Regions from separate parts of the Mus musculus genome. Here region 2 is linked to region 1. Evidence: chromatin contacts called from public Micro-C data. All regions are on one chromosome and are shown on one strand. Each heading gives the region's core, a stretch centred on a gene start, on an enhancer-like site or on the middle of the called end of the contact. The rest is flanking DNA. Distances are from core to core; before and after follow the strand shown.

Region 1 (7,243 bases), core at 3,091-5,590:
TAGCAAGACCAAGACAGGGAGAGCAACCCCCAAACACAAAGGTATTGTGTCCACCTAGGAAAGAACATGGAGACTAAAGACTGTCTTAATTTGAGCTGTTACAACAGAGTATCACAGCCTATGTAGCTCAAAGAGCAAATCATATTCATCACAGTTCTGAACCCTGAGGAGCCCAAGAGCACGGCGCACGAGAGTTCGTGTCTTCTGAAGGCGCTCCTACAGGTTCATACCCAGTAATTTTCTGCCTGGGTCTTTGTATGACCAAAAGAGCACGAGATGTGGAGTCTCTTTTACAAAGACATTAATCCTATTCACGAGGAGATCATGACTTTTATGATCCAGTCACTTTCCAGAGGGCCCTGCAGCTAATACAGTGGCATTAGGGTTGAGAATTCAATACTTAAGCCTGGAGGGAACACAGCCACCCAGCTCATAACAGCACAAACAATGGAATTGTAGCTGCGAGTTAGAAAGCTGGGCAAGGTCAGTAGTATTGGCCAACATTGGAGTCATGGAATCACTTTGGGATCAGAGTAAACTTCAAGGACCCTCTTTTCCCTCTCTTCTTTCTGTTTATTTTGGAGTGTCTTGCTTTATTATTAAGACAGGGTCTCACCATTTAACTCAGGCTGGCCTTAAACTTACAATCTTGCTTCCATCTCCTGGAAGGAGGGGTTGACTTGTGGGCACCAACACATTTTCTCTTACTTTTGTAGAAATATCAAAAAAAAAAGTGCACTTGGGCATCTCTGTCTTTGAGAAGAGTATGTAACTCAGCAAAAATCAGAATGAAGGAGGCCAGGTGGAGATGCAGCAAGGAATGGGTTGCCTAAAGCTGCCTGGAGGTTCACTAGAGCCAAGCACATGATGAGTGTCTGCCTACGGCCAGGACTACAGAGAGAGCCCATCACCATTTCACTCACTAGGAACCCTAAAGCATGCTTCAAGGAAAGCTTAATTTGAGTTGAATCTTTGATTTAATGCAACCATCTTTATACTTAACATTGCCTCTACCATTTATAATGCACAAAAGGTGCCAGAGCCTTAACTCTGTCACTTGGCAGCCATGTGACATCAGGCCAGTAACTTTCTGGTTATGCTTCTGTCTTGCCATCTCTAATGGTGAGACAAGGATAATATTTGCTTGGAGGGCTACATGGATTAATAAAGCCCATACTGGGCTGAGTCCCACACCACGCCCAGAAGAAGTAAGGACTTAGTAAGAGTCTGCTAATGCTGTTGTTATGGTTACCGTTAATATTTCACCTGAGCTGCATAACAACCTGTAAGTTTGGCGCGATTTATTATCCTCATTTCTCAAGTTGAGAAATTGAAATGCATGGGAGATAAAAACTAGCCCAAGGAACAAGTCAGAAAATGGAAAGCCTTTCAACCTCGAGCCTCACTCTTGGCTCCCAGCGCTCGTGCCACCTTTCCTAAGTTGCCCAGAAAGTGTGGTTCTGTGAGCCTGACCATTGTTCACACAGGACTTCAGGCAACTGTGAATATATTGGAGGTCTAAGCTTAAGGAGTACTAAGAGATTCTTAAAAGAGAAAATAGGTTCTTATTTGGGGATCCCTACGCAACTGCTGAAGGTCTAAAGAGATGATGTTTCCCCATCTCAGAGCCCCAGAGAATGCAGGGGTGCTTGCTGTCTTCAGGCTTCAAATCTAAGGAGCTACAAGGGCAGTCAGCTAGCAGGAAAGCAGAGGCAGGTTCTATAAACACTGTCTAAAATAATCAAACATTGCTATAACTCAAACGGCATACCACTCTGCAGGGTGTGTTTGTGTGTGTGTGTGTGTGTGTGTGTGTGTGTGTGTGTGTGTGTGTGTGCTTGCTTTCTCTAGCTTATCCCTCTGTTTTCTGCAGTTCTGCATTTTGACTGTTAAAGCGCTTCATACATCTCATCCTGGTCATGAGTACACTCGGGCCTAGGGCTAAGTCTGGTTCTGGGGCTCAAACATGAAGTCCACTCATCATCTGAGACATGAGATCTTAGCCTGGCTCTTCACGCCTCCTTTCATCAGTACCCTTAGTGTGACTGTGAGAGTCTGGAACTTGGAGTGGCTGGTATTAAAGTGGACTTTCCCAGACTAATAATCTTGCTCCCCTCACATTCAGTCCCTCACCAATATTATTTTTTCCTTTTAAGAACTTGAGAGAAAAGTTTCTTTGTATCCTGTAGCAGTGAGATATTTAAACAAACAAACAAACGTGATGATGCTACTTGAAAAGCTTCATCTCGTTCTAGGTGAATCATTGCATCATTGCTGAATATGCGCTCAGTGCCAGGCTTTGTGCCCTGGCCACTGTTACACAGTGGGCAAGAGAACTCCCCATGCAGGGTACCATAGTGGGTCACTAGGCACTACACAGTCACAGATTCTGCCAAGAGCCAAAACCACAGAGTCACCAAGCACTGTGAATTGCCCCGCTGCCCTCGGGACATAACTTGGCCCACGGTGGCATTTAGTGTTCTGAGTTTAACTTAATCACCACTATAAAATGTAGTTCTCTAATTAGAGGATATTCTGATTATGCCCACAAGGTGGAGATCTTGCTTACAGTTTGCCCACACTAAACTCAATGCAGGGGGAAAAAAACACCTAAAAGTTACATCAAAAGACAAAAATTAAATTCAATGAATCCAGTTCTTATTTCATGTAATATACTATATTAGCTGGTATATGAAATAAAAATTTGATAAGAGACAGTCCCTGCTCTCTAGGGAAAGACAGGGGGAAGCTTGCATGAGGCAAGAAAAAAAAACTTTTTAATGAATTAATATATTGTACTGGATCCATATGGAAGGCACTGTAATCCTTTTATCAGATAAGCACTACAAGAAGCCCCGTGGTTGGGAACACATTTAAGAAAGACCCCACACTTTCAGGTGGCACACAAGGTACCAGTGGGAAAGAAACCCAGGAAGGTGTATGCCTTGGGTCAGCCATGTTTTGGAAGGTTAATGTATCTACTCTGTCACAAACATTTTACATTGTCTACCCTATAACTCCAGAATAAATATACACAGCACAGGCAGATGTAGCCCAGCTGAAACCTCGCATGTGTTCCCAGGAGAGGAATATAGGGAAAGGAAACACACACACACACACACACACATACACACACACAATGTGAAAGAAACCGATTTTAAACTCTGGCTGTAGGACTCGGGGAGGAGTCAGAAGAGAACCTGCTTAGCATACGTACTGTCCTGGGACAGTTCCCTGGCAGTGCCAGCTCTGGCTCTCAGGACCCCTCACGGCTCTGATCTTATGACTAAGAATCTCCAGTTTGAAATATGGGATACAAGAAGGGAAAGGAAAGATTCAGTTTGTTTCCAAGAGATTTGCTGGTAAATTAAATCCAAGAAAGTCTGGAGGAAGATGCATCAGTTTTTATAATGTGTTGGTTTGTTTTTTTCTTCACTGCCCCACTTCCCACTAGTCCTTTTTCCTTTACACTAAACTAGTAAAACAATTGTTTATTTTCCTTTGTTTGGGAGAAATTTATAATTGGGAATAAAGTGACTGACTAAATGACAACTTAAAAACAAGGTGAGAATGTTGACAATAAGTGTTTATATCTATCTAGATATCCCTATCTCTACATATTGAACTTTCTTTAAAATGGGAAAGCCAAGTGGCATGCGACCAGGGGACCTGACTTGGCTGTCCAACTTGCACAGCAAGGTTTAATTCCAAGCATCCCTGAGAAAAGTCACAGAAGTTAACCTCATTGCTCTCAAGCCTGCAATGATCCATACCGGGGAGCTTGCATCTGGAGAGAGGTTATGGGTTCAAAGTCATTGGCTACAGATGGTTCCTCTCCCAGCTGGAGTCACATCCTCTAGGGCTCGAGACTTTCCGGGGAATTTACATAAGCCAGCGTGAATCACACCAAGTGAGGTAGCAAAAGGACTCACCCTGACCCCTGCCTGTACTGCGGTGGGGGGCTGTCTGAAGTTTTCAGATCAGACACAGTCCAAAGGAGGGTACAAGGGGATCATCCCACTCCCAACAAGAGCACCGGACACGCCGCTACTCCCAAGCCCTACAATTGGTCTCTGCCCCCGCCCCCGCTCCGACGCCCCCGCACGGACGCCCTCAGTTCAGCCTCCTCCCCGCCCCGAAGTCCGGGACAGAACGTGGGGCCACCTCTCGCTCCTGGAAGGATCGGTTGCCGCTTTAAGGGGAAGAGGAAGGGAAGGGGCGGGGGAGTGGGGGGCGGGGAGAGGCGGCAGAGGAGGGGGAGGGGGATCCCCCTCGCTCCCACGTGGTCCGGGCGCCTGTGAATCGCGCCCGCCGGAGGGTCTCACAGCGAAATACAAAAGCTGCTGGGAAGCCACGGGGAGGCGAGTTCCCAGCGCCGGGGCAGAGCGCTGGCCAGAGCCCCGCAGCGCTCCGCGGCCGCGATGGGGCTCCGGCACCCGAAGCCCCGGAGCCAGCTAGCAGCCGGGCCCGCCTCGCCGCCCGCACCCGGGCGCCCGGGCTTGGCTTGAAGCGGCGGCGGTGGCACCGGCGCGCCGGCAGGAGCATGGGGAGGAAGATGCGGGGCGCCGCCGCCGCCGCGGGGCTCTGGCTGCTGGCTTTGAGCTCGCTGCTGACGCTGTGGGGAGGACTCCTGCCACCGCGGACCGAGCTGCCAGCCTCCCGGCCGCCCGAAGATCGACTCCCTCCGCATCCGATCCAGAGTGGCGGCCCCGCGCCCGAGCCGCGATTCCCTCTGCCCCCGCCCCTAGTATGGGACGCCCGCGGCGGCTCCCTGAAAACTTTCCGGGCGCTGCTCACCCTGGCGGCCGGCGCGGATAACCCGCCTAGGAGGCACCAGGACGACCGCGGGCGGCACGAGCCCTCCGGGCTGTCCTGGCCAGAGGAGCGCAGGGCGGTGCACGGGGGCGTCTTCTGGAGCCGCGGCCTGGAGGAGCAGGTTCCCCGGGGCTTTTCCGAAGCCCAAGCAGCAGCGTGGCTGGAGGTGGCACGGGGTGCTCGGGTGGTGGCTCTGGATCGCGGGGGCTGCGGACGCAGTTCCAACCGCCTAGCCCGCTTTGCCGACGGCACCCGTGCCTGTGTACGCTACGGCATCAACCCAGAGCAGATACAGGGCGAGGCCCTGTCCTACTACCTTGCGCGCCTGCTGGGCCTCCAGCGCCACGTGCCGCCGCTGGCACTGGCTCGGGTGGAGGCTCGGGGCGCGCAGTGGGTGCAGGTGCAGGAGGAGCTGCGCACCGCGCACTGGACCGAGGGCAGCGTGGTGAGCCTGACGCGCTGGCTGCCTAACCTCACCGACGTGGTGGTGCCCGAGCCCTGGCGATCAGAGGACGGCCGTCTGCGGCCCCTGCGCGACGCCGGGGGCGAGCTGACCAACCTCAGCCAGGCGGAGCTGGTGGACTTGGTACAATGGACCGATCTGATCCTCTTCGATTACCTGACGGCCAACTTTGACCGGCTTGTGAGCAACCTCTTCAGCTTACAGTGGGACCCACGCGTTATGCACCGCGCTACGAGCAACCTGCACCGAGGACCAGGAGGGGCGTTGGTCTTTCTGGACAATGAGGCGGGCTTGGTGCACGGCTACCGGGTAGCCGGCATGTGGGACAAGTATAACGAACCGCTGCTACAGTCGGTGTGTGTATTCCGAGAGCGGACTGCTAGGCGCGTCTTGGAGCTGCACCGGGGTCAGGACGCGGCGGCCCGGTTGCTGCGCCTCTACAGTCGCCACGAACCGCGTTTCCCAGAGCTGGCGGAGCTCTCAGAACCCCACGCTCAGCTGCTACAGCGCCGCCTTGACTTCCTCGCCAAACACATTTTGCACTGCAAGGCCAAGTACGGCCGCCGGCCCGGGGACTTAATAACACTCCGAGGAAGAGAGGGACTGGGGTATGAATGATGGGGGTTAGGGCTGTCTTCTCTGCCACGGGCAACGACCAACCAGCCAACGCCCACCCAATGGTCTGATCGCCAAGCTGTCTAAAAAAAAAAATTGTGTGTTACCCACTTGCCCCTTTCTTTTCATGCCAGGCTGTTTCCTTTCCAAGTTCTGGAAGGGCAAACTCACCGAGGCGAGAAGTGTAACATTCCCTCCACCTAGCTTATAAAAAGAGTTCTGTGCTTGTGTGGAGATTGGATCCGAAGAAACTGGCTGCTGGGGTTTGGCCCGGGAATGGCAGTCTCTTTGGGAGATGCAGTCCATTTTTGTCGCCCCCTCCACCCCTTCCCAAAAAGGAAAACTTCCGTTTGAGCTAATTCCTCTATTTCCTACTAAACACAGCGCTGGTGGCCCCAGAGCAGGCTGTGACAAGGGCTGGTGAAACCCCCTTCCTGTGTTCGCCCTTTGTTCCGGCGCGCGATGGTGAGATAACTGTTCCAAGCTGAGGGACAGCTCTGGATAGGACAAAGAGAGCAAGACTTCCCCGCCCCTGGGAGCCCTCCAGACCCTGACAGTTTGTCTCACCCATTCCTGAACTCCTATCATTTTGGCCTGAAGGCTATGAATTCAGGACTAGTTATAAGCAGAGTCAATAATGAATTTCTTCCTGCGTCTCCCAATTGACCAAAATTGACAATGATGATGTTCACCAGAGGGGGAAAAAAATCAGTTTCATGCACTTTACTTTTTTTAATTTTAATTTTTTAGTAAGAAAACTTTTTTATTTGACAGAATTTGCCTTCTGTGTGTATATATGTGCATAAATTGTGCTGTAAATAGACTAAACAAACTTATATTTCAATAAAAGGGAGTTTAAAATTTAGAACTTAATTCATGAGGTTTGATTTGATTGAGGGCTCTGGTCTCATCTCCTTTTGGAATGGGGTTGAGTTTTCTCTGGCGAGTGGGTGTGCTTTGTAAAACAGAGGATGCAGATCCACCCCCTTTGTGGTTGGGGCTGGGGAGCTGAACAAAGGCAAAAGCAGATTTCTCTGTCTTCCCTCAAATGGACCTTAGGACTAGAAATTTGAGTTCAGCCTGGAAAGGGAGAGAGGGAACAGGAAGAGATGAAAGAAGAGTGCTCCATTTCCTAGCAAATAAAAATGATATGAAAGGGTTTCACTGTAATATGTTCCTATATTAATCATGTGGTAAATATGATAGAACCAGATGTGCAGACTAAAACATGACAAATGCCCCCTTTTAAACTTAACAGCAGTGGTCACGTGCTGCAGGTTATTTCCAACATTGTAATTGCCTTGCAGCACAATGTGTGCAGATAATAAGCTAAGCACAGATTGCAAACAG
Region 2 (7,243 bases), core at 1,468-3,967, 1.5 Mb before region 1:
CGTGCCTAGGCAAGGACCGATCTGCATCTGGAGATCCAAGCTGGTAAAGACCCAAGCTGGCTTTGAGCAAGCACTCAGTGAGGCCGCTGGCAGGAGAGCTAGTTGCACGAGAAAGAGACACGAGGGTCTGAGAACAACAGATAAAGACAGGACAAGATTCGGACTCGGTCTATCTTTCTATAATTAATGACATGCCATTACCTCTGTTGAACAATTCAAGCCAAAGACTAAATGAGATTTACCTTAAGTTAATATTTGATATTCTCCCGCCAGCCTGTCCCAAATATGACACCTGAGTATCTCTTTAGCTTTGATTTTCTGGCAAAAATTTCTCAACAATTTCCCAGAAAGAGGGGAAATGTTCCACAGACATTTCCCACGGGGCTTGTCCATCTTCAGTTACAGCCTTCCTTTACCGGACACATACTGCAGGAAAGATGAACTACCAGTGGACCTCCTGAACTAGGTAGGTGCTCACTACTACAGCTATGAGATACCTTTCAGTTTTCTAGTCTGAGGCAATAAAAGGCACCAACTTTAGCAAGAGTAAACTTCCTTTACAGAACACAATTCCCAGGCTGGAGAGAAGGCTCAGCTGTTTAAGGATGATTTCTGTTCTTCCAAAGGACCCAAGTTGGAGTCTCCACACCCAAATCAGATGGCTCACAACTACCTGTGACTCCCACTCTAGGGAGATCCTTCACCTCTAGCCTCCAGGGGACCTGAGCTTAGGTGCACACACACATTCATGTAATTAGTAATTTTTTTAAGAAGCCAAACTCTGTAGATTCAACATCTAATAAAGGATTAGTGGTTAGGTTGTGCTGATAGGGAGCCAGTAAACAGCAGTTCACCAGACTGCCTCCCCAACTGTGTAATCTTATGTCTTGTCCAATTTCTGAAAACTCGGGGCCCAGATGTAATTCTAAGCTTATGCTTAAAAGGGAACAAGCTATAGACACTGACTCTTTAAAGGGTTGTTGTTTCTCTCCTGAGATTTTAAGGAAGCTGGTCCTCTTGCCAACAAACCTAGCTCCTTTCTGAGCTAGTGTCTTAACCTTCAAGACTGAAGAGTGATGTTTATATTCTTGCTGGATCGTGGGACTTCCTGTGTTTTATGAGAACACGCTGGGTTTTTATGCTGCTGGCTGAGGGTAAAGCCCAGGTAAATAAACACCACAGAAGGCTGAAATTGAAGGGGGGGGTGAATAGGAAAACTCCAGCAGGAAAGCACAATTCTTTTAAAGCAGGAAAAGAAAAGAAAAGGGGGGCAAAACCCCACCAAAACAAATGCATCTTAAAAGCCCAAACGGACAAGTCATTAGCAGTGCCTTTGGTCTTGTGTTAACAAATCCCTTCAAAGGATTAGATGAGGACTTCAAAGGAATAAAAACTCAAAACCAGACAGCTAATGACTCTTAAAAGGGCATTTGTGTGGACGTGGAAAAAAAAAAACCGATACCTTCGTTCCTGGCTCCCCTTGTTAAGGCTAGAGAATGGGCTAGGAGGGTACAGGCTGTGGAATGGGGAAGGGAGGGGGGGCTGTTCTTTGCAAACCAGCGCAAAGCTCAGAGCACTAGACAGTACATGCTCATTAAAGCTCTGGTTCGCTGACACACACACACACAGCCCTTCTGAGAGTTCGATGAGATTCTGCTCCCTAGAAAAACATACTAGACAGAAAAAAAAATGTGCACTAACTTTCGAGGTTCACATGCCCGCACTAGGAAACTCAGGGGAGGGGCGAACATGTACCGGGAGGAACGACAGATTAGCAATTCTAGAAGTCTCTGGAGGCCAGAACCAGTTCCCAGGTGGACAAGCGGACCTCATCAACTGTCCGCTCTACTCCGGGCCTGGTAGGAGAGTCGACGTCGGAGACCCCGGGATGTTCTAGTTGGGATGCCCCCCTTTCCAAGGCCAAATGGACAAAAAGGAAGGGAACCTGGAGAGGGTGGGACGAAAAGGGAGAAGGCAGAATCTTGTCCTCCACTCTCCCTGCCCTGCACCTGTGCCTCAGAGCTCCGGGTGCCAGCTCCTGGGCAAACTTTCTGGCCCTGGTAAAGGTTTGGGGAGCTTTCCAGATAGCCCGGAGCGGTCCGCAGGGTCGATCCCAGTTACAGCTTCCGCCGCCCAGTCCCTCTCGGTGTTTCCAGAGTCACCCGCGAGGAAAGAGAACCCCTGGGAGACGGAGGGATCAAGGGCACGCTGCGGGCGCGCACCTGGAGTCAGCCCCTCGCGCCTAGCCTGGGACCCTGTTTGGGGTGCCGGAACAGAAGCGCCACACTTACTCAGACGGGTCCAGGCTCTTCCTTTCGATGGCCGAGGACATTGGGGAGGGGGGCGGCGTGCCGGGCGGCGGGGGCGCTCCCTTTGTGGCGCGTGGCTGGCTAGCTGCCTGGACTCGGACCCCCTCGGGTGCTCGGGCGCCGCCGCTCCTGCGCCTCCTCTTGCTCGGTCGCTCCGCTGGCGAGCTCGCCCCTCCACGCTCAAGGACAGTCACCGCGCTCCCTTCAAACGCCAAAGAGAGAGAGCGAATCATCCAGCTGCCCGGCGCGCGGCGGCCAAGGCAGGGGGCCGGGGAGCAGCCCGGCCTCCCTCCGGTGGCTGCGACAGCTGCCGCTGCTCAGGACTTAACCTTCCATCCCGGTCCCGCTGCCGTCACCACAGCCGCCGCCGCCGCCGCCCGGTCCCGATCGCGCGCAGTAGCCGGCTCCGCCCGGTCGCCCCGAGCCCCTCGCACCTTCGCCGGGGTCGGGGCGCCGGGGGCAGTGAGGGGGCGGCGGCCTGGGGGCGGGGAGCTGACCGCGCGGCTCTCCCCAGGCTCCCTCCTCTCTCGCGAAGGTCTATTTTCGCTCAGCTTCCCTCTGTCTCTGGTTTCATTTCCTTTTTCCTGATCACGATTCAAATACAATAGAAGGAAATCACATTTAAAGAGACAGCTGCCCGCCCCCTCCCCCCTTTTTTTCTTCCTTTTTTTTTTTTTTTTTAAACGGGGCTCCTGGGGATTAGCAATCCAAATAGCGGCGGCGGCGGCGGCGGCGGCGGCAGCGGCAGCAGCAGCAACGGCGACAGCGGCAGCCCTGACTTGGCTTCTTAAAAGGGCCCGCGGCAGAGACCGAGAGTCTCCCCTGAGCCCCTCTCCTGGGGCAAGAATCCCGCTGCCACTAAACTGTCTTTTTCAGAGTTCCCCTTCTTCTGCCTTTCCCTTTGGCCTCAGGCTGAAAGTAACCACTCGCCCGTTCCAGCAGGAAAGAAAAGACAAGAATGTGAAATAAGCACCTGCAGAAATGCAAGCGTTGCTAATGGCTGGCTAGCGCGCGCTCGTCTCGGGTTCGAGGTCCCAAGTCCACAGTCGTGGTGCTCTGCGATGCCCGAGACAGTGCGGCTCTGCTGGCGGCAAGCTAGTAGCTGCGACTGCTCTCCAGAGAGGGGCGCAAGCTGTGTGACCAGGAACCTCACGCGCTAGGTGCGCCTGAGCAGAGCTGGGGGCAGCTAATCCCGCAGGGAGGGTGTCTGGGAGGGACCACGTTGTCCGGGTCTCCTCTCCATCTGCTGGCGGCAGAATTCCCTCCCCTAGCCTCTTTCAAAGAGCGAACTCCAGCGGTGAGGCTGGCCCTCTCTGTAAAGTATCAGCAGCAATACTTGCTTGGACCGGAGGAAGTTCCTTCCCGATAAAAAGACTTTCAGTTATTACTTACTATTATTTTGTCTTATATAAAACAAAGAAAAGGGCAGGTTTCTCCTTCAAGCTTGAAGACAAGTTCTAGAAGGAGAAAGAAATACAGAAGGGAAGAGATGGATTCCAGCTAGCTACTTTTCAGGAGAAAAACCTAGGTCCCCCTGGGCCTTGAGTTCCTTGAAACTGAGTCCAGAAATGATCGTTCAAGGCCCGTTAGCTTATGATGATGACAGTCTTCAGGTTTGTAAAGAGGAAAGTCCCGAGTGCTCTCAGAATCCATTGTTTAGTAAGAACAGCCCGGATCAAAGACATAGGCATTTCAGCCCCAATTTAAAGATTGCTTTAATAACCTAGACCAGCTCACCCCGGAAGATGATAGTCAGAAATGAATTCCCGGATTCCCCGTACTGAGCAAAGTCCTCCCTGATTTCTCCCTAGCAATAGCCTGAACCACTACCCACAGATTCGTGTCATTTCCCTCTCTCTCCATGTCCTGACACGTATACTGAAAGGGAATAATTAAAATCTGTGTTTGTGCGCCTGCCCTCGTGTTGGTCCAAAACCCACCTTCAGTGTATAAAAAGATATTTTCTATTTAAGTCCTTAGTTTTTCTAAATTAAAAAACAAATTTTTTACAATGTTTAGGCAAGCCTAAATTATATGATAAATACATAACTTGTTATTCTACTTTCATTTCTATCTGAAGTGAAAATAAACATTGTTAGTGGTAGCACAGGCCAGTAATCCCAGGTCAGGCAGGGCAGGAGCATTAGGGATTCTAAGTCATCCTCCCCTACAAAGTTCGTCACAGGCCAGTCTGGGCTACAGGAGACAGTGTCTCAAAACCAAAACCAAAAGAAGAAAAAGAAACAATGAAAACACACGGGTTGTGATTAGCAGTATATCTACTTAATAATGATGTTTTAATGCCGAGCCACTAGAACCATATTTCCTGGGGTTGCTTTAGACTCTTATCAGCTCATGTGACTAGGAAAACTACCTTCAAGATACGGCATGAAGAAAGTGGCTGAGGAGTTTGCCTGTATTGTAACCTCCCTTTTACCATCATGTGAACTCAGCTGAACAAGCAGAATTTACACTTTCAGCATCCTTGTTAGTAAAATGGGAATAATGGGATTTACTAACTAGAGGGTTTGGTGTAAGGATTGATGGAACTATACACCCATCATGTGGTACATGGATCTCTAATGAAATGGGAGCATATATATATATATATATATATATATATATATATATATATATACACATATACATATATATGTATATATATATACATACACACATATATACACATATATGTATATCTGTATATATGCATATGTATTCATATATACATATACATATATATGCATATGTATGCATATATACATATATATAACTATGTACCCAGCATGTGACCCATGGATCTGTAATTAAATGTGTGTGTATTTGTTGTTGTTGTTGCTCCAATTTCCCATAGCATTGGAATGAGTTATTAAAATAAATATCTCCTTGGATTCTAAGAGGTAACTTTGGAATGGCCAATTGTGCTTTTGCTTTGACCTGAGTGTGCTAAGGGGGCGGAGGGAGATACTTTCATGACTTTGGGTCAATTTCTTGTCTTTCACAACTCTTTGGAGGGAGCCTTCTTTGAGAAGGTACGTCTTTGATATGATGATATCTTAAGATTTCAATTTCACACACCATGGCTGTAAGAAATTACTGCCTACTGGTGGGACTTCATTCCCATTCTATGGGCAATTAAGTCGCCTAAATTTAAGTATAACATTTAGAATCAAGCCTCAAAATGTGTTTTTTATGTCTTTTTATTATGAGTGATTTTAAAGCAATCATGGCCTTACGGTATCTTCCCATAGCATCCAGTAACTGCCACGTTCAGGCAAGATTCAGCTACTCTGAGGCAATTCGAATGTGTAGAACGAGAGCTAAAGAAATCTTTGTTTGATCCCTACCCAGCAAGACTAAACTGTACCTTCTCCTCTACCCTCAAAATATTAAATACCCGGAAGTTTAGACATTCCCAAGCTTTCCTTCTGAAATAAGGATGTCAGAAGTCTGAATCAGTCTGCGTGATAAACATGACCACAGATAGGTTATTTTTCCTCACTGGAACCCCCCTTTTATTTTCTTCTTAGTACATTTACAAGTACATTCTTTTCCAGGGAAGAAGAGTCCTACGTGACTATGACTACATGCCTTTGCTACAGTGGACTTCTGCTACGAGTGAAGTGTCACACGGGGAGAATGCTTACAAGGTCAATTTACTTTTGTTCTTGTTTTAATCACTGGAAGCTGAGTTGCAACATACATCTTGTTAGTTGCGATAGTCACGGAAATAAAGCTCTCTTCTAATATGGTTTCAGCTCACATGGAAAATTCTTTAAATGTTCAGTTGTCATGGGCATCTGACTTCTAGCCAATCAAGACATCCTCCAGAGATTGGCTGAGACTGGGGTGCTGTGGAGGAGCTGAAGTGAGAGAGGCTCCACCATTTGTCTACTCATTTGGGACTTTTCAGGGCCAGTTTGTTCTATTAGTAATTTTAGCGATAAACAAATCAGGTTTTGTAGGAACGTGTATCAGATCCGTCTTTTCCTCTGCTATCATTTGCATCCCAGTTACTTACAGAGTCCCTTTGAGTCTTAGGAGAATGGACATGGGAGTTATGTAGACAGAACGCCATTGTGTGATTTGGGGGAAGTTACTTCACCTCTGAACCTCAATTTCTCTGTCACATGGAGGTTCTAAAAAGAAGTGGATGGGGGCAGAGCAGGGCCAATATCACTGGGTTGCCTGTTCATCTTATAGGGGTGGTCGGTGGGATAATATGTGCAAAAACGCTTTGCACAATGGCGGTGCCTAGAAAATGCTCAGAAATGATAGCAGTTGCTATTACTCCATCTTTCGGAAGCAATCACCACCACATCAAGAAGCAGCAATCTTCCAGCCAATCAAGACATCGCTAGAGCCGGCTGAGACTGGGGTGCCTCAGGAAGAGCCGAATCGAGAGACTCCAGTATTTGCAAAACTTCGGGCTTAGGGATCCCCGTATTTCAGACTGTAACCTTGGACTGTGCCCTTTGGGCTCGAGGTAGCTCTTGGCAATGCCACTGCTTCCTGCTACATAGCATGCTCCAGCCACATCCCGATGTTATTCACTGACTCTCTGCATCTCAGCTACTTACAGAGTCCCCTTGAGAAGTAAGAGGCCAGCGGCTAGACATTTGGATCAGTTAGTAAAGTATTTCCCACACAAGCATGAGAACCTGAGTTCTTATCCCTGGAACCCTTGTAAAAACCTGGCAGCTTCTATAATCCCATGGCTGCAGAGACAGAGGATCCTAGAGACTTGTAGCCAGTAAGAAATTAGTGGGTTCCATGTTCAGGGAGAGACTCTGGCTCAAAAAAGAAGGTGGAGAGCAATAGCAGAGAACACTCTGATGGTGACCTCTGGCCTTCACAAGATCAAATGTGTAGACATGGTGTATGACAGAGAAGCAGAAGGAGAGAGGGGAGAGGAGGCCAAGTCTGATACAGAA

What was found. Hi-C and Micro-C count contacts between places; a contact is called where the count stands out from the background.
Region 2: a Micro-C map of embryonic stem cells shows a contact between it and region 1, with 2.9 times the contacts expected there. The contact joins the promoter of Lmo2 here to the promoter of Fjx1 in region 1. A contact is called at or near these places in 1 of 39 promoter capture datasets (liver) and 1 of 484 Hi-C or Micro-C datasets (embryonic stem cells).

The regions. Positions count from the first base shown.
Region 1 is chr2:102,448,889-102,456,131 of GRCm38.p6, reverse strand. It overlaps Fjx1 (four jointed box 1), which reads left to right and starts at 4,340. Exons shown (of 1, transcript NM_010218.2): 1 at 4,340-6,766. The coding sequence starts at 4,544. The coding sequence ends at 5,896.
Region 2 is chr2:103,965,761-103,973,003 of GRCm38.p6, reverse strand. It overlaps Lmo2 (LIM domain only 2), which reads right to left and starts at 2,717. Exons shown (of 3, transcript NM_008505.4): 1 at 2,292-2,717. The coding sequence starts at 2,542. It overlaps Gm38515 (a long non-coding RNA gene), which reads left to right. Exons shown (of 2, transcript XR_866610.3): 2 at 5,867-6,061.